6 separate regions of the Mus musculus genome follow, and regions 1, 2, 4, 5 and 6 are each linked to region 3. A link is a contact called in public HiCAR-type, HiChIP or PLAC-seq and promoter capture Hi-C data. All regions are on one chromosome and are shown on one strand. Each heading gives the region's core, a stretch centred on a gene start, on an enhancer-like site or on the middle of the called end of the contact. The rest is flanking DNA. Distances are from core to core; before and after follow the strand shown. Region 1 holds the start of Zfp871 (zinc finger protein 871). Region 2 holds the start of Nfkbil1 (nuclear factor of kappa light polypeptide gene enhancer in B cells inhibitor like 1). Region 3 holds the start of Cd320 (CD320 antigen). Region 4 holds the start of Cfb (complement factor B). Region 5 holds the start of Zfp799 (zinc finger protein 799). Region 6 holds the start of D17H6S53E (DNA segment, Chr 17, human D6S53E).

Evidence for each region. Promoter capture Hi-C pulls out the DNA fragments that hold promoters and counts their contacts. HiCAR-type assays count read pairs that join an accessible place to other places. HiChIP or PLAC-seq counts read pairs in DNA pulled down with a chosen protein or histone mark.
Region 1: a contact with region 3 is called in a promoter capture Hi-C map of erythroid cells, with 17 times the contacts expected there. The contact joins the promoter of Zfp871 here to the promoter of Cd320 in region 3. A contact is called at or near these places in 5 of 39 promoter capture datasets (cranial neural crest, embryonic stem cells, erythroid cells and 2 more) and 2 of 115 datasets of contacts at active chromatin or transcription factors (astrocytes and forebrain).
Region 2: a contact with region 3 is called in a promoter capture Hi-C map of erythroid cells, with 7 times the contacts expected there. The contact joins the promoter of Nfkbil1 here to the promoter of Cd320 in region 3. A contact is called at or near these places in 2 of 39 promoter capture datasets (cranial neural crest and erythroid cells).
Region 4: a FOXA1 HiChIP or PLAC-seq map of pancreatic cancer cells shows a contact between it and region 3. The contact joins the promoter of Cfb here to the promoter of Cd320 in region 3. A contact is called at or near these places in 2 of 39 promoter capture datasets (liver and pre-B cells) and 1 of 115 datasets of contacts at active chromatin or transcription factors (pancreatic cancer cells).
Region 5: a HiCAR-type map of astrocytes shows a contact between it and region 3, with 2.4 times the contacts expected there. The contact joins the promoter of Zfp799 here to the promoter of Cd320 in region 3. A contact is called at or near these places in 1 of 39 promoter capture datasets (hippocampal neurons) and 1 of 115 datasets of contacts at active chromatin or transcription factors (astrocytes).
Region 6: a HiCAR-type map of kidney shows a contact between it and region 3, with 5 times the contacts expected there. The contact joins the promoter of D17H6S53E here to the promoter of Cd320 in region 3. A contact is called at or near these places in 2 of 39 promoter capture datasets (liver and neutrophils) and 1 of 115 datasets of contacts at active chromatin or transcription factors (kidney).

What each region holds. Positions count from the first base shown.
Region 1 is chr17:32,786,169-32,790,072 of GRCm38.p6, forward strand. It overlaps Zfp871 (zinc finger protein 871), which reads right to left and starts at 2,119. Exons shown (of 4, transcript NM_172458.3): 1 at 1,970-2,119. The coding sequence starts at 1,972. It overlaps Gm17115 (predicted gene 17115), which reads left to right and starts at 2,226. Exons shown (of 2, transcript NR_168031.1): 1 at 2,226-2,905; 2 at 3,219-3,904.
Region 2 is chr17:35,233,722-35,237,432 of GRCm38.p6, forward strand. It overlaps Nfkbil1 (nuclear factor of kappa light polypeptide gene enhancer in B cells inhibitor like 1), which reads right to left and starts at 2,065. Exons shown (of 4, transcript NM_010909.5): 1 at 1,929-2,065; 2 at 1,231-1,510. The coding sequence starts at 1,985. It overlaps Atp6v1g2 (ATPase, H+ transporting, lysosomal V1 subunit G2), which reads left to right and starts at 2,875. Exons shown (of 3, transcript NM_023179.3): 1 at 2,875-3,124; 2 at 3,396-3,496. The coding sequence starts at 3,043.
Region 3 is chr17:33,840,886-33,844,773 of GRCm38.p6, forward strand. It overlaps Cd320 (CD320 antigen), which reads left to right and starts at 2,206. Exons shown (of 5, transcript NM_019421.3): 1 at 2,206-2,406. The coding sequence starts at 2,286.
Region 4 is chr17:34,860,240-34,864,294 of GRCm38.p6, forward strand. Cfb (complement factor B) reads right to left here and starts at 2,275. Exons shown (of 18, transcript NM_008198.2): 1 at 1,813-2,275; 2 at 1,492-1,725; 3 at 789-974; 4 at 524-697; 5 at 285-386; 6 at 47-183. The coding sequence starts at 1,873. It overlaps C2 (complement component 2 (within H-2S)), which reads right to left. Exons shown (of 18, transcript NM_013484.2): 13 at 3,806-3,971; 14 at 3,624-3,700; 15 at 3,385-3,476; 16 at 3,106-3,235; 17 at 2,940-2,989; 18 at 2,363-2,792. The coding sequence ends at 2,619.
Region 5 is chr17:32,827,685-32,831,632 of GRCm38.p6, forward strand. Zfp799 (zinc finger protein 799) reads right to left here and starts at 2,577. Exons shown (of 4, transcript NM_177359.5): 1 at 2,405-2,577. The coding sequence starts at 2,407.
Region 6 is chr17:35,124,339-35,128,264 of GRCm38.p6, forward strand. It overlaps D17H6S53E (DNA segment, Chr 17, human D6S53E), which reads left to right and starts at 2,064. Exons shown (of 3, transcript NM_033477.2): 1 at 2,064-2,112; 2 at 2,305-2,447; 3 at 2,584-3,926. The coding sequence starts at 2,777. The coding sequence ends at 3,658. Gm20522 (predicted gene 20522) reads right to left here and starts at 2,005. Exons shown (of 3, transcript NR_168268.1): 1 at 1,820-2,005; 2 at 895-977. It overlaps Gpank1 (G patch domain and ankyrin repeats 1), which reads left to right. Exons shown (of 2, transcript NM_032460.2): 2 at 1-477. The coding sequence ends at 326.

The sequences.
Region 1 (3,904 bases), core at 869-3,368, 1.1 Mb before region 3:
TATATATGTGTGTATGTGTGTAATGTATATATATAATGTATATTCCAGGTGGATGCCAGGAGCTGGTGATGGCCTAGACAAAGCAGCCAGCTTATATAAGGAAAAAACTGAGAGTGTATGCCACCTTAATAAACCACTCCAGGCTCTAGGGCCTTCTGGTAACTACTGTGTATACTTGCGTACTCCTGTCTTCCCTAAGAGTTAGGAAGGCCCTGTTCAGGGTAACCATTGGGCACTTTATAACCTAACATTTAGGGTTTTCTAACCCAAGATTGCGCTCACATCCAGTAAGGCCTACCTCTATCAGGGCTCTGCCTTTTAAAATAATGTGTAGGGAACGGAAAAATGACTCAGCAGGTGAAGACATTTGGCTGCAGAAGTATAATGTCCTGAGTTCAATCCTGGGAACCCATGTAAAGGAGAGATTAGTCACTGCATTCTTCTTTCTCTGACCTCTAAACATGCAAGCTGGAGCATGCAGGAAACACACACACACACACACACACACACACACACCACACATATACACAACAACTAAAAAATAAAATATAAAAACAAAAGTCAATGTGTAGAAAGATCTGAAGGCAGCAGCCGTTATGACAGAGCCAGACTCCAGCCGCACGCATGTGTATGGCTACGCCTATCCAGTGAGTTTAGGAAGAGCAGAAGAAGGTAGAAATGCTAAGATTCACTGACTTACAGGCACAGGTCATGGAATTTAAAGACAGCTTCCCCTTGAATCTGTGAGTGACAAGAGTGAGGAAGCCAGGGCAGACCACTCAGTGATACCGTAGGGAATATCTGCTTTCCAACAACGTCAAGCCTAGAATGACTCCATTTTATTAAATAACAACCTGGACTAGTTACTCAAAGCCCCTCCCCCGAAAAAGGAAGGGCAGTACAACTTGTTTACGCAAGCAAAAAAAAAAAAAAAAAAAAAAGGCCCACTATCTCCTAGAAAACTAGGAGGGACAAACTGACAATATCAACAACTAAAAATATACCAAATTGTATTAGAAACACCACACAAAGTATACAACATATAATCCCCTCACCTGGCACTACGAAGGAGCATCCCCAAGCCCAAAGGATGGCAGGCAACTGTCACACTTACCCACAGGGAAGAACTGAGTCAGTCCTTTGGACTCCATCTCCAGTGCGGTTTCTCCTGCCCAGGACATTCAGCCAACTTCAAATTGACTTACTTCAACGTTCGGTGCGCGTATACTTGACATCTCTGTGTCTACACTGCTAGGACATCATCATTGGTCCCCTTTCAGATTCTTCTTTGCACCCGCCTCAGCTCAATGCCTCCTACTTCAGGACAGACTCTAAACTCAACCACTTTGGCTCTTAGTCATTCTGTGATCTGCACATTTTGTATGTTTTTGTGTGAAATGTTCATGTGTGATCTTCCAGTTAACGTTAGCAATTAGATTGTTATATAAAAACGCGTTGATTGCCAATGGCTGGTTAGCAAAATCGGGACTACTGGATTAATTATTAACGAAATACACATGACTTGTGAATTATTAATTATTCGATAAATTCTGGCATTGGAAACACACAAACTTGTCCCCCCTGTTTATGACAACACGCCCAGGACACAAGGTCACCACACCCTGCGGCTTCCCTGCCCCCCAACACACACACACACACACACACACACACACGAATTCCAGGGTCCCGTGTCTCACCGCGACGCTGCCGCCACCGCCCAGGCTGCGGAGCCGCGTCGCTGCGGGTGCCCGGATGCCTAGGGAGGCCATGGCCGCAGCACTGAGCTCTTAGCAAAGGACAGGACCGCAGCTCTGCCTGATGGCCCAGCTCCACCCAGAGGGACCCGGGCAGCGCGGCCCAGCAGAGCAGATGAGATGCAGACTCAGCTGCCCTGGAAGGCCGCGTCCCCACTGCCGCCTCCGCTTCTAGCGGCGCCCTCCCCGCAGCCGGGACGCCTGGCCGCACGTACCATTTCCAATCACCGGGTGTCCTGCTGTTCTCCGGCAGCTCTTGCAGTAAGTGGATGGAACACAGACACTGGGGAAAACAACCTGCGGGTCTCTCTCCACAGAAGACACAAACGCCTAAAATGGCTGGACGGGAAGTGGCATCCTCCGCTTCTGTGCCCGCCCTCTCTCAACATCTGAAAATCTCATTGGACAGTTTATGCAGCCAAGCAACTTTTCTTACTGGCCAGTGAGTCACGTGCACGCCTCCCAATGCTTAAATGACAGAAAAAGCATCCTCTCGAGTGTACTGTGGCGCCAAACCTCTAATCCGAACGTAAGGCTTGATACTTGGGGTCTAAACTGGAGGTGGGATTCCCAAACTCTACTTCTGGCGTTACGTGTGAAGGGGATGAATACTTTATATTTTACATGGATTTAAACATACGTAGAAGTCTATTCTTTAACAAAGCAAAGATGTCGGCTAAATTCTATTTGCGTGAGTGAGAAATGGCATTGAAAAGAATGATGTGAATTATGCCTATTTGGCTGCGCTTCTAATATTCTCTCTCATTTTGTGATCGATGGTTGTCACCAAGGTCTCTGTGGCTGGGGATTTACCCATTCTGCTTACTCTTTTCAAATTCTCTCTTGAACCCACCTCGCCACTATTGCCCTCACAAAGTCACTTCTAGAGCAAAACATTTTGGGAATGGAAGGACACAGAACCATTCTTAAGATTCGAAGCATTCCAAAGATTCTTCAGTAAGTGGAAGTTTGCGCAGGTCGCAGCGGAGCTCCAGGACTCTGAACACATAAACCTGGAATACTCCACAGATGACTTCCAGGGCAGACATTCCTGCAATCAGGAGAACCAGCCTGACTGCGGAGGTAGAACTAAGTTCACAGAGGAATGGTAGAAATCAGAAAGGAAGCCTTGAAGAGAGAAGATTGGAATTGTAAGCCTGCTCTGGGTGCTGAAAGCGTTATAAGAGGCCGGGGGTGGGGGGGTGGGGGTGGGAAGCAGTAGACAGATAATAGATTCCTGCTGTGAAGAAGGTGAAGAAGGTGCAAGCTTGGAACAATGTCAGGGAACCTGCAGACAGGTATTTTAAGTGATATTTTAGAAGACAGGAGCGAAAATAGGAAAGCTAAAAAGACTTGAGGCGCAGCCAGCAAGATGACTAGATGGCATTTACAGATTTTGTTTAAGAATTTATTATTTTTTTAAAAATATGTTTGTGTGTCTGTGTGCATGTCACGCAAGAACAGATGCCCATGGAGGCCAGAAGAGGGCACTGAATCCGCGGAGATGGACTTATAAACTGCAGAACGTGGGTCCTGGTACAGAATTTGGGTACTTTACAAAAACAATATGCACTCTAAACCACGAAGCCAGCGTTCCAGCCCCCAACTCTTCAGACTCCCACCCAGTTCTCTCTTCTTCACATTTATAAAAAATATTTAATATTTACTGACAAATTAGCAGACTGTGTCCTTCTCTGCTTTCCATTTTTACCTCTTTTCTCTCTAGTTCCTTTCCCTATCGTTTCTGTATTATTTTCCCTTTCAGAGATTTCCCCAAGGAACACAGGCTGGCCTGGTTTTCAGGGTCTCTGGTCTCAGCCTGCTGCTAATGGCTGGGACGGCTTTAGGTTATCTGCTTGCAATTCTGTACTTTTAAACAAGCTTCCCTCCTCTGCACCCTCATGTCACTACTGTCCCCTTGTAGTTACTTTTTCCTTGCCTACTGTTTGTCATCAACACGGGAAGAACTGAGTCAGTCCTTGGACTCCATCTCCAGTGTGGTTTCTCCTGCCCAGGACATTCAGCCAACTTCAAATTGACTTACTTCAACGTTCGGTGCGCGTATACTTGACATCTCTGTGTCTACACTGCTAGGACATCATCATTGGTCCCCTTTCAGATTCTTCTTTGCACCCGCCTCAGCTCAATGC
Region 2 (3,711 bases), core at 815-3,314, 1.4 Mb after region 3:
GTTTTGTTGACGTCTCTCTACCGTGGCTCCGGCTAGCTTGGATGTAGAGCAGACTGGCCTTGAGTTTGCAGAGCCCGGACTGCCTCCGCCTCCAGACCGCACCACCAGCTTAAGTAGGATTTTTGTTACAGAATTTTGGTGAGAATGAAGAAAACTGGTCTGGCGCCTGGTATGTGTCAAGGGACATGAGTCCATCCCTAACACACAGCAGCAGATCTCCGGCATAACACCAAGTAAAAGTTTCAAGTCCTCTGGCCGGCCCAGCTGATCATGTGACAAAGCATGGATACTTTGTAAGGTGTTTGTGGCATTATTACAAGGTTGCCATTGTTTTGATTATGCAAGGAGAGAAGCAAAATTAAGGGGGTGGGGGTGGGGTGAGTGGAGCTGGGATCTGACCTGAGCAGTCAACTGCAAGGTAAAAAACCATCAAAGAAACAAAGTAGTCACTGAGCTGAAAGCTAGGAAATGTAAAGAAAGAGTTGCGAGCTATGCGGCTGGGTGTGGGAGACACATGCCTACAACCTCAGCACTTGGGATGCAGAGGCCAGCCTGAGAGACTCGGTAAGACCCTGACTCAAAAACAAAAACAATCGGGCTGGTGAGATGGCTCAGTGGGTAAGAGCACTGACTGCCCTTCTGAAGGTCCTGAGTTCAAATCCCAGCAACCACATGGTGGCTCACAACCATCTGTCGTGAGATCTGACGCCCACTTCTGGCACGTCTGAAGTCAGCTACAGTGTACTTATTTATAATAATAAATATGGGCAGGAGAGAGTGCGGTTGCCCTAAAATTCAATTCCGAACAACCAGATGAAGACTCACAACTATCCGTACTGCTACAGTGTGTACTCATATACATAAAATAAATAAATCTTCAAACAAACAAACAATCACACCATGCTAGCACACACCCCTTAGTTGATTGGGCGATGTTAGGATAAGCTTTTCTGTTACTAGAGAGATATGGCCACATCCCAACCAGGGATCTTCAACAGTTCCCAAGGACCAAAGAACTAACTTATTTCCCAACTATTTTGTTGTATGATACAGGGTCTCTCTGTAGTCTTGGAGCTCACTGTGTAGGCTACATACTTAGAGAGATTCTCCTGCCTCTGCTTGCCCAGAGTCAAAAGACCTGCGCCACCACACCAGGCCTTTATTTCCCACGCATTCTTTCAGTTCAGATCTGGCCAGCTTCTCAAGACCAGTTCCCACGGACCCACTCACCATCAGGGCCCTGGCGGGCAGCAGCGTGCAGCGCCGTGTCGCCATGGCGGTCCTGGTGGGCAGGGTCAGCGCCGAGACGCAGCAGCAGGCACAGGGCAGGGGCATCGTGGCGGGCGCAGGCCCTGTGGAGAGGCGGGGGCTGCCCAGCGTCCACATCAAGCCCGGGATGTCGCTGGAGGAGAGCCTGGGCTCGCACCAGCCGTCCTGCAGACAAGTACCGCCGGAAGCGTCGCTCTCGGCGGTGCCGGCGGGAAGCGGAGGCCATGGAACAACTCTGGGGCTGAGGAAGAAGTGGGAAATGGCAGCGGTGAGGTCCCAGCTCCGCTCTTCCCCGTTTCTCCCTTTACCTCCTATTTCCTCCCCCTTGCATCTCCAGCAAGAGATAAGGCCTATTCTAAACTCTCATCCCTTAGCAGATGGCAAGTTTGGGGCGGAGGGTGGGGATGGGGTTGGAGTTGGGGGCTGGTGGGGAGGGGGGAATCACAGAGTTAATTTTTGATGTAATTTTTGAGAAAATGATACATAGTTGTTTTAAGGTTCCAGAGCCCAAGAAAAAAGTTAATTCTGAACTTTGGAGGGAAACAACAACAACAACAACAAAAATCAAGTAAGGCCAGATGGGGGCAATTTTCATTAGCCACAAATCTGGAGAAAAGTCACAAATTCAAAGAGCGATCTAGAAATGGAATATAATGTACCCGACAGACAGACGTAGAGGCTTCTTCCTCTGGGGCCTGGGGGGAGGGGTTACTCATCAGACCTGCTCCCCGCCCCCCCAAGGACCCTCAGAGACGGAGGCCGGAGGCCTGGGCTTAAGACGCTCGGAGAAGGGAGGTGGGGAGGGAGGAGGCGCGCCAGGATGCAGGAAATGGCGCAAGCACACGCGCAAGTTTCGGGCGGAAATGAACTGTGTGTTCCATCCCGGAAATCGTACCGAACGCTCGGACTGGGTGACTTGTGATTAGGTCTCCGGAGGGGAAATAAGACAATTTGCGACATAGGGTCCTCCTGCAAGCGGAAGATGAGAGGCGAGCTTTCGAAGGGAGGCAGAGGCAGAGGCAGGCCTGGTCTATAGGGCGAGCTGCAGCGACAGCCAGGACTACAGAGAGAATCCCTGTCTCGAAACACACACACACAATCTCACACACACACACATAATCACACACACACCACACAACCACAATGAGGCCAAGTATATGGGTAGATCAAAAAAGAAAAACACATGGTTAGACACTAACAAGGCAAACGTAGGACAGAGCAGGGAGATGTGTGCAGACGTTCAGATTTGGGGGGAAAGTCTGAAGAGAAGATGGAGGCTGAAAAGAGGGGGTAAGGGCGGAGGGAGGCGTGGAGACACAGTTGGGAGTGTAAGTGAAACCCAGCGTACTGTGTCCAAGCGCATCCTTACCTTCCCACACCATTCTCATCGCCTTTGTGTCTCCTTCGAGACCACCAACCAAGATCTCCTCACACCCAAACACTCTGCCCTCCGCTTCCCCCAGACCCATCTCTGTGGACCCTGGTGACACGGAGAGGCCCTGCACCTGCTGCAGTAGTCAGCACAGGGCTGGTCTCTGCTGCCCTCGGGCGGCCGTTTCGGGTACTACCTCAGTGAGGTTCGAGAGGAGGACCAGTCATCAGTGTGAGGATGACAGACACCCACCCGGTGCAGGAGACTGAGTGAAAACGGGAGCGCTAAGACCCAGTGGGAGTGGAGGACCGCATCAAGGGCCCGGAGGAGTAGGCGCTGGAGGGTGGGAGCCGTCTGGTACCTCGGTCGCCTTCGGAACAGCATCCTCTCTAGTGATAAAAATGGCCAGTCAGACCCAGGGTATCCAGCAGCTCCTCCAGGCTGAGAAGCGGGCAGCGGAGAAGGTGGCCGATGCCAGGAAGAGTGAGCCCCCCTTTCCTCTCTTAGGAATATGGAAGGAGAATTTAGGAATAGGGGATAGCGGGCATTTGAGTCCTTAGGAAAAAAAAGCCCAAGGACAATGAGGACAGATGGGGGACTGAGGCTATTAGGGTAGAAGAAACGGGTGGGTTTTACAGTCTAGCATTTGGTTGGTTGACAGGAAACTGGATAACTTTCTAGAGGGCACTGATCCCACTAACGCACCTGGTTGTGTGTGTGTGTGTGTGTACACTCACTGTCCTTCTGCCTCTAGGGAAGGCCCGGCGACTGAAGCAGGCGAAGGAGGAGGCTCAAATGGAGGTGGAGCAATACCGCAGGGAGCGGGAACAGGAGTTTCAGAGCAAGCAGCAGGCGGTGAGTTGAGGGGGACAGGGATGGCCCCACCCAGGTGCAAATCGGTGGGTGCCTCTTGCCAGGTGTATACAGGTGACTAAGAAATTAGGGTGTCTGAGAGCTGAAGAGGCCCTGACAAGGACCACACATTGGTAAAGCTTTGACGGGATCTGTAAGGTCTGAGGGTTTTAAAGGGTACATGAGACTTGTGGGGCAGCCTTCACAGTCTGTATGGT
Region 3 (3,888 bases), core at 956-3,455:
CTCCCGAGTATCTTTCTGACAAGTCGGCTCCCAGCACAACTGCTTTTGTTCCTTTAGATTAGTGAAGCTCATATAATTCATATTGCATCCTTATTTTTTGAGAAATTAAATATTTTTGAACTCTTTTTTTAAAGTTCTTTCTCACAGGCCTAAGCTGTTCCTAAGATCCTAATGTTTACCATTTTGCTGAGACATTAGCCACACCTTGGCCTCCTGCACTCTTGCTGTCTCTGATTATCATGGAGTTATTAACTTTAACAGGGAGGACATTCCTTGAAGGAGGAATGTAATATACATAGTTATACAAACAAGCCTTAAGCTCTGCACTCATGGAGGCCTATGCCTGATGGCCGTGTCCCAGGGGCAGGTAGCACCCTACCAAGATCCTGATCCTCAAAAGTAGGATGATCTGGGGGGTGGGTATGGGGGACCTTTGGGATAGCATTGAAAATGTAAACGAGGAAAATACCTAATTTAAAAAAAAAATGGGAATGGGTGGGGGGAGGGGGGGACTTTTGGGATAGCATTGGAAATGTAATTGAGGAAAATACATAATAAAAAAAAAAAAAGAGGAAAAAAAAATGTAGGATGATCCCCACCCTCCCCTGGGCTGTCTTACTTACCTCTGTCTGCATCCCTCTCTGCCTGAATACCATTGCCTTCTCCAGAAATTGGTGAGGCTTACACAGTACACTCCAAAAGTAGTCATAACCTCTAACATTTACGGTGGTAGAGAGGCCATCCATCCACAAGCAGCACCATTTGTGTGAAAGTCTGGACTTCTATGTAGCCTTCTGGTCTACATTCTGGGAAACTTAGCCATTTGAAGGTTAGTGACTTGCCTTCCAGCCTTGTTGGGAGGTAGTGTCATAGATTCTTTTTTTTTTTTTTTTTTTTTTTTTCTTTTTGGTTTTTCGAGACAGGGTTTCTCTGTGTAGCCCTGCTGTCCTGGAACTCACTTTGTAGACCAGGCTGGCCTTGAACTCAGAAATCCACCTGCCTCTGCCTCCCGAGTGCTGGGATTAAAGGCATGCGCCTCCACGCCCGGCCAGTGTCGTGGAATCTTAAGGTAGAGCTATGGAAAACGTAATGTGAAGAATAAAACACTAAGCTGGTACATGACTATATCCCCAATACTTCGGAGGCCAAAGCAAGAGAGAGGATCACTAGTTTCAGGCCAGCTTGGGTTACCTCAGACCAGCAGAAACCACAACATCACTAGCCACATTGGATAAGCTGACTCAATGCATTCAACTGTGGAAGTGGGATGAGAAAACCCAAGGCTGCCAATCTGTATCAATTACAATTAATACAATTGTAGTATCAATCTACCAGGCCCATGTTAGAATAAATGTTTCTCAAGTGTGTGAGAACTAGAAGTTAATGAGGTTGGGATGGGAACCAAGGAGATGGTCAGTCCAGGTTCGAAGCCAGTAACTGTTCACTCATTTGATCATTCCATCATTCCCTCACTATTTTCGCCATTCATCAAAGGAAACCAACATCCTGGTTCGCCTGCAGCTGGCATTCTAGGGGGCAATCAAGACAATAAAGCTAAAATAAGTAAAATCCTTAGGTGGCACAAAGGAGGGACCTGCTGGGGAGTGTTCACAGGGTGTGGCTGCCATATTCATTGGGACCATTGGGCAGTGATATTTGCAGTAGGCTACATGTGAAGTTTAGGTCAAAATTGCTAAGTTCATTTATATCCCTAGAAGGTTTATTTTTATTTTTGGTTTTTTGAGACAGGGTTTCTCTTTGTAGCCCCCGGTGTCCTGGAACTTACTCGGTAGACCAGGCTGGCCTGGAACTCAGAAATCTGCCTGTCTTTGCCTCCCAAGTGCTGGGATTTAAGGCGTACACCACCACTGTTCAGCAGAAGTTTATTATTTCAAGTTAATGTGGTTATTTTCATGGAACTGGGGATTAAACCTAGAGCCTCCTGAATACTACTAGGCAAGTGCTCTACTACTGAACTACTCCCCGAATTCCTGTTTTTTATTCTGAGGTAGGGTCTCCTTTAATAGCCTAGGTTGGCTTTGTTCTTCCTCAGCCTGTAGAATATCTGGGAGTTACAGGCCTAGGTCACCAAACACATTAGGTTTTACTGCTAGGAAGAAGCCAGGAGGAGCCCTAAAATCAAAGTACCCTTGTATTCGGGTACTTACGGTCGCAGGCTTGCTTGCGCCACTCCCCCCTGCCTTTGTGTGCGCGTGCGCGAGAATCAGCGCGTCCTTCTGACTGAGCGGCTGCGGCTGGAGCGGAGCAGTTCGGCTAGCTGTTGGATGGCGCGGGGCGGAGCTGGGCGGGCAGTGGCCCTGGGCCTGGTGCTGCGGCTCCTCTTTGGTCTCAGAACAGGCCTAGAGGCCGCTCCGGCTCCGGCCCATACCCGGGTCCAAGTCTCCGGTGAGTGAACCCCCGTTTCTACACCGCTTTTGATCCCGCCTCCACGCGCTGGCATCGCCTCACTATTGGCTGCGCCGCCCATCGGTCGTTGACACTCCCCCAGCACGCGTGTTTGGCTTTAGCGTGGGTAGAGTGGAGAGAATCGGCCCTCTGTGCGTGCAGAGGGGACCGCCACATGGGTGCCTTCTCCTGTGTTCTGCTCAGCTTCCTCCCTTATTCCTGCGCTGTCCCTAAGTCACCTCCAAGCCGTCCTTCAGCTCAATGTGGGCTGGAAGGCTTTTGTTTCTGATTTTGACCTCTCACCACGCAGGGCTGGTCACCCGGTACCTTCTTGCAGCAGGTATGCCTTCCCGAAACCTTCAGCCCTGAGGCTGCAGTTCTGTGGCTGTTCTTTCAGCACCCAGAGCTTCAGTTTTTCCTTGTATTCCTGCCTCAGAGAATGGAAGGAAGAGCCCTGGAGTGTATTTCCCCTGTGAACCCCAATCTTGGCCAGGAACCTGTCCCGGGCAGGACGAGGAGGCCCGATTGTGACCACTGGCCACTACTGACCATCCACTCTGTATGAGAATAGGTCTTAACTGTTTCAAGGTTTTTTTGGTTTGTTTGTTTTTGTTTCTGTTTTTAGGTTTTTATTATGTTTTGATTTTTTTTTTTTTTTTCCAAACAGGGTCTCACTTTATAGCTCTGGCTGTCTGCAACTTGCTATATAGACTAGGCTGGGCTTGAACTCCTAGAGATCCACCTCCCAAGTACTGGGATTAAAGGCAGGCACTAGTTCCCCTTTTTTTGAGACAGGGACTTACTATATAACACAGGCTGGACTGCTGTTTTCAACTTGTGCCTTAGGCTCCCCAGCACAGGGATTATTAGGTATGGACCATTGTATTTGGCTGTTTATGGATCTGTACCCATAAACTACCCCTCCTCCCACTTTCGGCTGTTTTGTAGCTCCAAGCAGTCTTCTTGTTCCAGCATCCCAGGAGCTGGACTTACTATTGAGCAACATTAAGTCTGGCCTTAGTATTCCTCTTTTACAGATGAGGACATAGACTGGGAGGAGGAATCATGGGTCATCCTGACTCCTGTCTGATTAATTGCCCCCAAGAGGTATAGGGTCTGCTCTGCTCTGGGCCCATTCCAAGAAAATACAGAGTCAGGAAGAGAAGGTCTGAGTTGGCAGGACTGTGAGTTGTTAGGCATGGAGAGGAGGCTATGCTGGGCAGGAAGGGGTGGTGGCCAGGGCTTGTATTCAGTTCTTCAGCTCTCTGGAGCTTCTGAACTGTGTGGTATGCAGGTATAATTGCGTTTGACTACAAGGAGAGGGAGGGAGGGGTCTTGGAGGCTCTGGCTCTGTGTGTGAGGTAGGAAGCTCTAAAGGCTCCCTCCTGTCTTTGTTCATTCCTTCCTGCTGGCCCAAGTACCAGGTCTCTTCACTGCCTGCCCCTCTTGATCAGCAAACAGCCCCGGCTTCCCTGGAAAGGC
Region 4 (4,055 bases), core at 1,025-3,524, 1.0 Mb after region 3:
CCAGATAAGGTCCCCTCATTTCAAAGGGAGGGGAACTCTGATCTACCTTCTCAATCAAGTTGGTGAGGCACCGCTTAGCCCCTGTGAAGTTGCTGCTTCCGATGCTGTCTGATCCATCTAGCACCAGGTAGATATTCATGGAGCCCGAGGGGTCTAGGACAATCTTCCTCTTCTGCTGTTCTCCTAGGTGCCAGCAGAGACTCAGCTTCTGATATGTACAGTACCTGACAGACCACCCATCCTTCCCTGGGCTTCCTGCTCAGTCTCCCTCCTTGTATTCTAACCTGGGCTGTGCCCATCCTCAGCATCGGCTCCTTCGATGGTCTCTGTCAGGGAGGATAGGAATGCTTCGGCCACTTCTTGAGGGCTGTCATACATGAAGGAATCTAGGGATGGTCAGAGAGTAGGTCAGATGATGGAGTACTGAGGACACGCTGACAGGGTGATAGGATTTCAGAACGAGAGACTCTTAGTGTTGAGCCAACAGGGCAAGAGCAGACCCAGGGAGCAGGTCAAGGGTCACCTTGGCAGGAAGGCTCTGTCCCACTCCATGAGCCACCTTCTTGACACTTTCGCTTCTGGGAGCCACGCAGGACAAGTCCCCGGCTGCAGTGGTAAGTAACAATGTCTTCAAGGCGGTATTGGCTACCCACCTTCCTTGTCCCAATAGGAATACCGGGATTGGGACAGTATCCAGCTGCAGAGATATAAGACAATTTGAGGGCCCATGCATTCCCAGGGTGAAGCCCTCCAGCAGAGGGTAAAGTCAGGGGTGACCAGGTTCTCACCTCCATCATCACAAATTGCTGTTTGCCCATCCCACCGGCCATTCTCTTGGCAGGTGCGATTAGCAGAGCCCCGGAGAACGTAACCATCATAGCATTGAAAAGAAATCTGGTCACTCAGGTTGTAGAAGGGGGACCGGGGCCAGAATTCCCCATTTTCAAAGTCCTGCGGTCGTGGGCAGCGTATTGCTTTAGGAAAGACAGGTAAAAGTCACTGAGCGCTGTTTCTAGGTCCTTCCTGGTCTTAGAAATCCTGTGACTGAGAAACAGTACCTGCCTAGTCCCCTCAACCCTACTGTCCCGCCTCTTGTGTTATGGGACTATTTTGTTTGCTCTGAGGCAAGGTCTCATGTAGCCCAGGCTGGCTTCCAACTATGAAGCTGAAGATCGTTAAGCTCCTGCCCCTATGTCCTGAGTGTTAGGGCTGCAGGCACGCACCACACCTGCTTCATGCAGTACTGCTTTGTGCATGGTAGGCAAGCACTCTACCAACTGATCTACATTTCTAGACCCCCTTTCTGGTTTTCTGAGTATTGTTTTCACTGCCCGAGGAAAGCCTCCCATCACACACCTGCAGAGGTGTGCCTGTGCTCAACCAGCCCACGGGTCAGACTGCCAGTCTCATAGCTCTCATCTTACCCAGCACTGAACAGCCTCCACCCCACTCTGCCCAGCTGCCCACTGCCCACATCCCCCAATCTCCAACCTCTGCATTCCGCCTTCTGGACAATCTTTTGGTCTCGGGTCTGCAGGTCGCTCCAGGAGCCTGTGGATCTGCAGGTTCGAGTCTGCACGGGGTATGGGTAGAAGCCAGAGGGACATAGGTACTCCAGGGCCTGACCGCCTTGGAGAAGTTGAAAGGAGCCGCCTTTGATCTCTACTCCCTCCAGAGAGCAGGAGACTTGGGGCCGGGCCTCAAGCACTGGAGTTGCGCTCACACCTGAGGAGAAAGTCTAGTGAAGTCTGGCCCCAGAAGGCCAAAGACAGATGCTGGGGACAAAAAGAGGATGGAATATCCTTTGCTTACCTCCAGAGGAGAAGCCTAAGACCAAGAGGACGAGGCAGAGCTGGGGGCTCTCCATTGTCATGGAAAGCACCAGAGAGTCCAGTGGCCCAAAGCCCTCTCCAGGTCACTCTGGGTGCCTATTTGACCTCCTGTCCAAACTGAAACCCAAATGCTGGATCTGGCTACACCCCTTTCCCACTGTCCCCTAACCTTTTATGCAATCTGCTCTGGCATCTGCAGCCTGGCCAGCCTACCCTGCGCACGCAGCCACTGCTTCCCGGAACATTCATGAAGGAGGGCCCCAGCTGAACTGCCAACTGAGGAAACAGAAACTATGTGAGCCCCACCCTTGACTGACCAAGGGCCAGAACTTCCCTTTCAAAGCTCCCTCTTAGCCCCCAGACCCCTCCTAACAAGCACAGACCACCACCTCCACTACCCCCAATTTAAAAGATCAGTCTTTCCATGGACTGTGTGATGGAGCAAAGTCCATCCACTGTTTGTGCAGCAAGGACTCTGACCTTCCTGGAATCTTCCTGGCCTCCCCACCCCCCAAGACATAAGACAGACAGGATGTGGAAATCATTGATTTTTATTAATTACATAACTGGGAAATTCCGTGTGAAAGCAAAAGGAGCACGGGTCATCCACACTAGAGAGAGACTTGCTTCACAGGTGGCACAGAGGTCCCGGCACAATCCTGGGGATTCCCTAGCTTTTGCCACTGTCTCTGGGCTCCCGGGGCCCAAGATTTATGTATCCAGGAGTGAGAACGCTCAGAGGTATTAGACAGGAAGTTCAGACTAATAAAGGAGTCAGTGACCATGTTAAAGTGGCAGAAAGTCCAGGACACCATCCAGGTGCTGCCTCAGCCAGGGCTGCAGGCGGAAAAGACTAATGTGGAAGTCCCTTGGCAGAACACCACGTGGAGGTTTCTTGCGCAAGTTTTTGTTGGAGGAACCATGACAAGGGTCAAAAAGACCCCAACTCACCAGGCCCACCTGGAGGGAAGAGACAACAGGGTGGAGATAGTGGTGGCCCCACTCTAAGCCTCGACCTCTCTGGTTCCTCTCAAAGGCCTCCCACTTGCCCCCAGCAAGAAGAACTTGTGCCCTGGCAGGGAGGCCCCTCCGGGTCCTGCTTCTCACCTGGAAGAACCTGTATCTCCGTCCAAGGAAAACGGCTCCCCCAGATTCTCCTTCAGGGAAAGAAAAGACAGTATTGTCCAGAACAGTACACTAGCATTTGGAGTGCTTGCTAACCGGTTACAGGGACACCGTAGCCTTCTCCCTGGAAGTCCAGGATCAGACTAACCTTTGCAAGGATTGTCATCTTCCTCCTCCATCCCACTGCATAGGAACTGGTCTGTCACCACCTCGCTAACGTTTGTCAAGCTGGGGAAGATGTTTTTGTTTTGGGAGACAGCCTGGATACACCTTGTCCACTGCGGTGTGGGGCATAGGAGAGAAGAATGAGGACATTCCAGGAGACATTAGGCAGACCTGTAAGGTCCAAGAATCGAGACTCCAGGCAGGGCTGGACATTCTGGGAGCTGCCTCCAGGGTATCCCAGCATCCCTTACTAAGCTCTCACCTCAGGTCCTGTCCTGAGGTTGATGTTGAGTCTGTTCCCATTCAAAGCTACAAAATGTGCAGGAACTTTCTGCTGTGACAGAAGTTCTGTCTCTGCCATTGGGGAGAAGTGGGTGTTGGTACAGATTTCTTTACTCAGCTTGAGGACTGCAGCCCGGTCCCTGCTGGCACTCTGCAAGAACCTGATCCCTGCAAGCTCTGGCTGCAACCCACCAAGAACCTCAAGCCTCCAGCACTCACCATGATCTTTACAGGTACTACCTGGGGATCTCCGCAGAGCCATGTTGGCTCCCACAGTGCAAGGAAGGCAGATGGGTCTGGGGAGAAAGCCAAGTGTCAAACAGGCCCATCCTCAGTATCCCCTCTGGTGCTTTCCAGAGCACCATCCTCTATAGGGTACTCTCCCATCTGGGTTCAGGCACCTGGCATGGGTGGACATTTTCACTTTCCGAGATAGCTTCAGCAAGGCAATGTCATCAGCATAGAACTCTGAGATGCCCTGCTTCCGCTTTGCATGGACATTAAACCCTGGGGCAATTATCACGTCCTCCACAAGAAATTCTTTGCCATGCTGAGAGGTGGGATCACCTGGAAACAAAGGTGAATTAGACTGGACCAAAGGCTGAGGAGAGACAGTGGTGACTCTGGCCTTGCAGTGAGGGATCTACTGCA
Region 5 (3,948 bases), core at 1,327-3,826, 1.0 Mb before region 3:
CCCACCCTCTCCTGCTTCTTGGCCCTGGCATTCCCCTGTACTGGGGCATATAAAGTTTGCAATACCAAGGGGCCTCTCTTTCCAGTGATGGCCAATTAGGCCATCTTCTGCTACATATCTCTGCAGCTAGAGACACAAGCTCTGGGGGTACTGGTTAGTTCATATTGTTGTTCTACCTATAGGGTTGCAGACCCCTTCAGCTCCTTGGGTACTTTCTCTAGCTTCTCCATTGGGGGCCCTGTGTTCCATCTTATAGATGACTGTGAGCATCAACTTCTGTATTTGCCAGGCACTGGCATAGTCTCACAAGAGACAGCTCTATCAGGGTCCTTTCAGCAAAATCTTGCTGGCATATGCAATAGTGTCTGGGTTTGGTGGATGATTATGGGATGGATCCCCGGGTGGGGTAGTCTCTGGTCTGGATAGTCCATCCTTTCGTCTTAGCTCCAAACTTTGTCTCTATAACTCCTTTCACGGGTATTTTGTTCCCTATTCTAAGGAGGAACGAAGTATCCACCCATTGGTCTTCCCTCTTCTTGATTTTCTTGTGTTTTGCAAATTGTATCTTGGGTGTTCTATGCTTCATTCACCACTGTTTTTAACTTCCTTCAAGAGAAGCCCTCTGGCCATCTGTAGGGAAGCTTTTCAATCTTCCATGTGGGGCTTTATTCTATTGCAATAGCCCATTCATATCCAGTCATGTCTTACCCCATGAAGATTTTTTCATGTTAAAACGTTTAGAAACAATCCAAGGCAGTAATACTTATGATAAAGACCAATCTGAGCAAGCCATGCACGTGACCAGTAATACTTATGATAAAGACCAATCTGAGCGAGCCATGCACGTGACCAGTAATACTTATGATAAAGACCAATCTGAGCAAGCCATGCACGTGACCAGTAATACTTATGATAAGGACCAATCTGAGCGAGCCATGCACGTGACCAGTAATACGTATGATAAAAACCAATCTGAGCGAGCCATGCACGTGACCAGTAATACGTATGATAAAAACCAATCTGAGCGAGCCATGCACGTGACCAGTAATACTTATGATAAAGACCAATCTGAGCAAGCCATGCACGTGACCAGTAATACTTATGATAAGGACCAATCTGAGCAAGCCATGCACGTGAATTTTCCTTTTCAGTAAGTCCAGCAATGTCAAAAGGGTTTGGAAAGTCAGGCATTTATTGAGAGTTATAAGAATCCTTAGGCTAAGAATACAAGTCATGGAATTTAGAGGAAACTTCCCTTGAGTGAAACCCATAGGCATGTTCTCATAGGACTAGCGGATGTCACTGAAATGTGAGAGAAGACAGGGTGGGGTGGGGCTGTTCTGGGATACTCTGTGCTTTGGGAACTATCAGCTTTCTGGCCTACATGACTGTTTTGTTAAGCAAAAACTCTGCACTGGTTTATTCTGAATATCAATATCAACAAAGAACAAATAAAGGCACAATTTAATAATCTGTCTCAATAATGACGCCTGACAATATACCAAATCATATATACATGCACATAAAACTCACCAGCCTAACCAGATATAACCCCCTGCCTGAGACTATAGAAACTGCAACAAGCTGGTTGACGGGTCATAGGGTCAATTGTCAAAAGCCAGAAAACTTATCACAGGAAAAGCCCCGTCTCTACCCTAGGACTCCAGCTCTAGGACCTCAGCTCACTTCAAACAGGCCTTCTAACAACAGCCTGTGCTCGGAACGTGCATTGGACATTCTACACCCTCACTGATAAGTCTTACCAGTTCTCTGCCTCCAACTTGAGAACCTCCTATATTTTCAGCCTTTCTAACCATTTAGTAACTTGCACTTTGTATACCATTGTGTTAAATGGTCATGTGTTACCTGCCTATTGATAGTAATACTTAAGATAGGGATAAATGCATCGTGGTTGCCAATGGCCAGCTCTCAAGGATAACCAGGTGTACTCATCAAATCCTAGCCGATAAAGGCTGAGAAATGACTGACTGTTAAGTAAATTGGGACACTGAGCAGACATAAATGCAGCCTACTTTTTTTTTTTTTTTTTTTTTTTTTTTTTTTTTTTTGACAACGTGCATAGAACCCGGGCTCACCTCGCGGTTTTCCTACAAATCCCCTTACAAGAGCCCAAACCCACGGTTCCCCACGACTCTCCGCCTACACCTCCCAGACTGCGGAGACGCAGGCTGCAAGCGCCCAGCTGACCTGAGACCCCGCAGCACTGAGCTCTCAGCAAAGGACAGGACCGCAGCTCTGCCTGCTGGTCCAGCTCCATCCAGAGGGACCCGGGCAGCGCGGCCCAGCAGAGCAGATGAGATGCAGACTCAGCTGCCCTGGAAGGCCGCGTCCCCACTGCCGCCTCCGCTTACAGTAGCCTCCTCCCTACAGCCTGCGCACGCACCATTTCCAGTCACCGGGTGTCCAGGTGACCTCCTGCGATTCCCGCTGTCAGTAGGGGGGACAGAGATACCGAGGAGAGAGACCTGGGGGCCGCAGTCAAAGACACAGGACGACAATATGGCGGGGACACACAATGGCACCCCAAATGTTGTGCTTTCTACGTCACCGAAGACCGAAACTCCTCATTGGGCAGTTCACACAGCTACCAAACGTTCTCCTTGATTGGCCAACAATCCGTGAGCCTGCCTCCTGAATCCTGAGTGACAATAGAAACATCTCCTTCCTCCCTGGAAGACTTCACAGTTGACCCTGGTTCCTACTCTGGAGAGCACCTGGCCCCACCAAGGTTTTTTCTCAGATGCACTACTTTTATCGTTCCTTTTTGGTACATTTATTTATAGCTCATGTTTCAATATCACCACACAAGATATTTTGATGATCCCAGAAGGGCAAAAGTCAAAGGGTTGGGGCTAGGGAGATGGCTCCTTTGAAGTTCTTCTGGAGAACTCGGGTTGGCTTTCCAGAACCTCATCGTGGTTCACAATTGTCTGTAACTCTTAATTCCAGGGGATCTGATGCCTGATGCCCTATTTTTGCCTCCAAGGGCACCATGCATGCAATGGGTGCACAAACCATACCTGCAGGAAAAATATACCTGCACACACACACAAAATAATAAAATGAAAAAAATAAAAATAATCAGCCTCCTTCCTCAAAAGCACAGGTCTTCCAAACCCCCTCATGTATCATCTCATCAAACAAGCAAGCGACAACAAATTTCTGCTTTGTGTTGGCCAGCTGCTCCCACATACGGGGCCTCATTTGGAGTGTGGTTGATGTTCCCTGTGTCACTCCATTAAGGAAAAACAATTTTCGCTCTCCTAGCATCTTGATTAGGAGTGGGACTTTGCTACCACTTCCCCTTCCCTGGGCTGGGATTTTTGTCTAACTTTATTGAACTTATGTAGGTCTTGTACATGTAGCCACTGTCTCTCTGAGTTCTTATGTGCACCAACCCTGCTTATCTGGAAAACACTGTTTTCTTGAAGTCACCCATCTCCTCTGGTCTTACAAACATTACACTGCCTCTTCTACAGAGATCTCTACCTTCATTAGATTTTTTTTTCCTTTTTTGATTCTTCAGCTAAGACAGTAAGAAATATGATGTCATACAGACCCTAAGAAAACACAAATGCCAGCCCAGGCTACTATATCCAGCAAAACTCTCAATTACCATAGATGGAGAGAGCAAGATAGTCCATGACAAAAACAAATTTACACAATATCTTTCCAAAAATCCAGACCTAAAAAGGATAATAGAAGGAAAACTCCAACACAAGAAAGGAAAGTACACCCTAGAAAAAGCAAGACAGTAATCTTCTTTCAACAAACCCAAAAGAAGACAGCCACACAAACATAATTCCACCTCAAACAACAAAAATATCAGGAATCAACAATCACTATTTCTTAATATCTCTTAACACCAATGGACTCAATTCCTCAATAAAAAGACATAGACTAACAGACTGGATACATAAACAATCC
Region 6 (3,926 bases), core at 814-3,313, 1.3 Mb after region 3:
TTCCCCTTGGGGTGCCCACTTCCAGTCCTGGCTTCAGGCTACTGCTGAGAGGTGGCTGGGAACCAGGAATGGGGCTAGGACCCCGGGGTGAAGGCCGTGCCAACCCTATCCCCACTATCCTCAAGAGGGACCAGGAAGGATTGGGTTATAGATCCCCACCCCAACCCCGAGTCACACACTTTGCAGCGCGGGATACCCGGGCTGTGTCTGGGAGAGAGAGAGTCCCTCGAGTTGCCACACTGAGTCAGAGGGAGAACAGAAGGCAAGAAGAAAAGGGCAGAGCCTGGGAGCGAGATCTAAGACTGTACATGAACCTCGAGTTCTGACTGATATGGACTGGCCCTGGTCTGTCACTCGCTGGACTTGGGCCTCTGACTTGGACACTTGGACTTCCGAACCCTTAGGCCTTAGCTGTTGGGCTCTGATTTTAGAGAGAAGGGCGGAGAGTTGGGAGATAAATAAACTTCCTTCCTTGTGGTTTGTTTACTTTCTTGAATGATATAGTAGGGAATTGGAACAAATCTGAGAGTCACATAGAAGTCTCACCTGAGCCAAAAGGACAAGCTCTCCGGGTGACAAAAGAGAGTCCCCAGTCCTGCTGGCTGCATTCTACCTGCTCCTTGAATCCCCGCCCCCACACACACATTAGGAATTGCCCCACTTTGTAAAACACCCCTCTGAGTATGTGTCTAGGCCAGTCAAGTCAGTGACAAGTATCACAAACCAAGTGTGCTATGTGTTGGAGAGGGGCGGGCATAGCTTGGTTAGAGCACCTGCCTAACACTGGGAAGACCCTGGGTGGGGCCCCTCTCCAAGACAAGATGCATCCAAAAGATGCTGCTGACATTGGGAGAAAAGCCAAAGATACTTTGCTCTGCTCTGCCTGATACAAACCTTGAACTTGAGGAAGCCAGCTGTGATGAAGTGTAATACCTTGTGGTAGGGAAGTTAAAAGTCCCCAGAGAGGAAGTAGAGTCCTGCAGGATTGGCCAATACAACTAATGTCATCCAACCTGTGTGACATTCTAGCTGTGACCAGAGCTCTGACCTCCCAGATAAAAAGTTCAAGATGAACTTTTTTTCTTTTTGTTTTTTGAGACACAGTCTCTCACTATGTGTAGACCAGGCTGGCATCAAACTCAGCTAAAACTGGTTCTGGAGTGCTACATGGGGCTTAACCTAGGGCTTCATACCTGCTTACTGAGTTAGGATTCCAAGGCTTAAGGCAGTCCTAAGAGATCATTTCACTCCCTGAAAACCAGGCAATATGCTTTTCTACACTTCTCTTACGTACTTGGCACCCCCAATCCCTTGAGATGCTTATACAGAGTGCTAGGAACATGAAAGCTTTCAAATCCCAGTCTGGAAGGCCAAAGGGCGGCTGCTTAAATCACGTGGCTCCTGTTATTTACCTTTCTGGACCAGCATTACAAGATATCTCAGGTGAGAAATGGAGGAATGGCGGGGGTTGTGAGAAAGAACCACAGAGAGGCTGGAATCGTCACACAGGGAAGCAGTGGCAAGAGGATCGACTCAAAGGCAGTCTGGGCAACATATGTCCAAGCCTTTCCTGAGCTATATATATCCTGAGCTATATATATATATATATATATATATATGGATCTAAGCTACATATATAGGGGACCTGTCCTTAAAAACAAAGCTGGGCAGTGGTGCAGCGTGCCTTTAATCAAGGAGACAAGAGGCGGGCAGATCTCTTTTGAGTTCAAGGCCAGTCTGGTCTACCGAGCTAATTCAAGATAGCTAAAGTTACATTGAAAAACAAAACAAAAAAATCCCAAACTAAGGGCTAGAATACCTAACCAGTGTCAGCGGCGGGAAGGTCTGGGAGGTGAGCAGCCGAACCCGGGTTCGTGCTCAGGGTCTGGTCTTAGGTGGTCCTCTCTCTACGCCTGCGCTAGTGAATCGCGGGGGCTTCGGAGGAGGTCGCTCTGTCGAGTCCGCCTCACGGGTTGCGGAGCTCCGCCCCCGCTGGTCCCTCCCGACCCGGTACAGCTGCTTCCGGGCTCGCACGGCTCCCGGAGGCCGCTCCCCGGACGCTGGGCCCCACAGCTACTCGCTGCGCGAGCACCCAGACGCCTGGGTCCCCAGGTAGGCCTGTACTGTGTCTTGCGTCTGCGATCTCCAAGGACATCTCTGTTCTGACCTTGCGGAGGCCGCGTCTCAGCTGCGCCCTCGCGGGACAGTAGGGCCACTTTTTGGAATGATAGCTTCCTAAGTTAAGGGATGCACTTAACTGACTGGAGTTCGCTAGACACTTCCATCCCGTCTTCCTCTCAACAGAGACTTCCTGTTCCTTGAGCTCCCTTGGGCAGCGATTTGAAGGTTCCTCAGTTTCAGGACCGAAGGACCCTGGGCCACCACCTTCTTTCCTTCAATGGAACACCACCTCTCCCCTTTCTGGGGCACCTTGGGATGTGGTCTTGGTGAGTGAAACTTGGGGTGCTGACTGCTGGGAAGGAAATCTGAAAGCACAGAACATTGTGGGGGTGACCCTGGCCTTATCGGGCTCTAGAAGTCTTGTTAGTGTGTGGGGTGGCAAATGGATTTCTTTTCCCTTAGACTGACACGGAAGCAGGCCATTTACCACACTTGGGGCTGTGTGAGTCCTTTCTGAATTCAGAGTAGGACAATATCACCAAGCAGACACCTCTTCTGAACCGGAACTGATTCTGGCTTCGGAGGAGATCCTGAGAATCTTACGCAGAGTCAGGAAGTGGTCACAGATTTGGGAAGCGCATTGCACAGCTCAGTCATGTTCCTTCGACGGCTTGGTGGCTGGCTACCTCGACCTTGGGGTCGAAAGAAATCAACAAAGGCTGATTTGCCTGCCCCAGAACCCAGATGGGTGGACAGCTCCCCGGAGAATTCGGGGAGTGACTGGGACAGTGCTCCAGAGACCATGGGAGATGTGGGGCCCCTTAAGACCAAGGATTCAGGAACACGGAGACCCCCCGGGGCTGCTCCAGAGTCTAGCAGGGACCTCAAAGTGGATCAACTGGGGAGCAAAAGAATGGATTCCCTCAAGCGGGACAAGACTGCCTCTACCATTCAAGAGCCTGCAAGACTGGAGTCTGGAGGGGCCATTCCCAAACTAGACTGGGATCCTGTGGATTCAGGTGGCGTGAAGAACCTTGGAGTGTCCGCTCAAGGGAGACTAGGCACCATTGGGCCAGAAGCCCTGTTGGAGAAACCTGGTCGCCGTCAGAAGCTGCTGCGTTGGTTACGGGGGGAACCAGGGGCTCCTTCACATTACCTGCAGGACCCAGAGGAGTACCTGCAGATCTCTACCAACTTGACCCTGCACCTGCTGGAGCTGCTTGCCACAGCCCTGCTGGCTCTGTGCTCCAGGCCACTCCGAGCCATCTTGGATGCTTTGGGCCTTCGAGGACCTGTGGGCCTCTGGCTTCATGGGCTGCTATGTTTCCTGGCCGCCCTACATGGGCTCCACGCTGTGCTGAGCTTACTTACTGCCCACCCCCTGCATTTTGCCTGCCTCTTTGGCTTGTTGCAGGCCCTGGTGCTGGCTGTCAGCCTCCGGGAACCTGTTGAAGATGAGGAGACCGCTGATTGGGAGAGTGAGGGGCAGGAGAGGGAGGCCAAGGAGCAGAGGGAAGGTCCCGGAAGGATGTTGTGACTGGGAGAGGGTGGGAGCAAAGGGTAAAGATAGTGGGGTGGCCTTTAGGAGGAAGGTGGGGAAACCCAGATTGTAAGCACAGAGACCTCAGGGATGGGGAGGAAACTCAGGCACAGGAGCTCCTGTCACACTTGACAGACAGGGCTGGCTAGGATGGCCAGTAATGGACAATGGGACATCACCATTGAAGTCACCAGCTTTTTTTTTTTTTTTTTTTTTTTTTTTTTTTGGTTTTTTTGAGACAGGGTTTCTCTGTATAGCCCTAGCT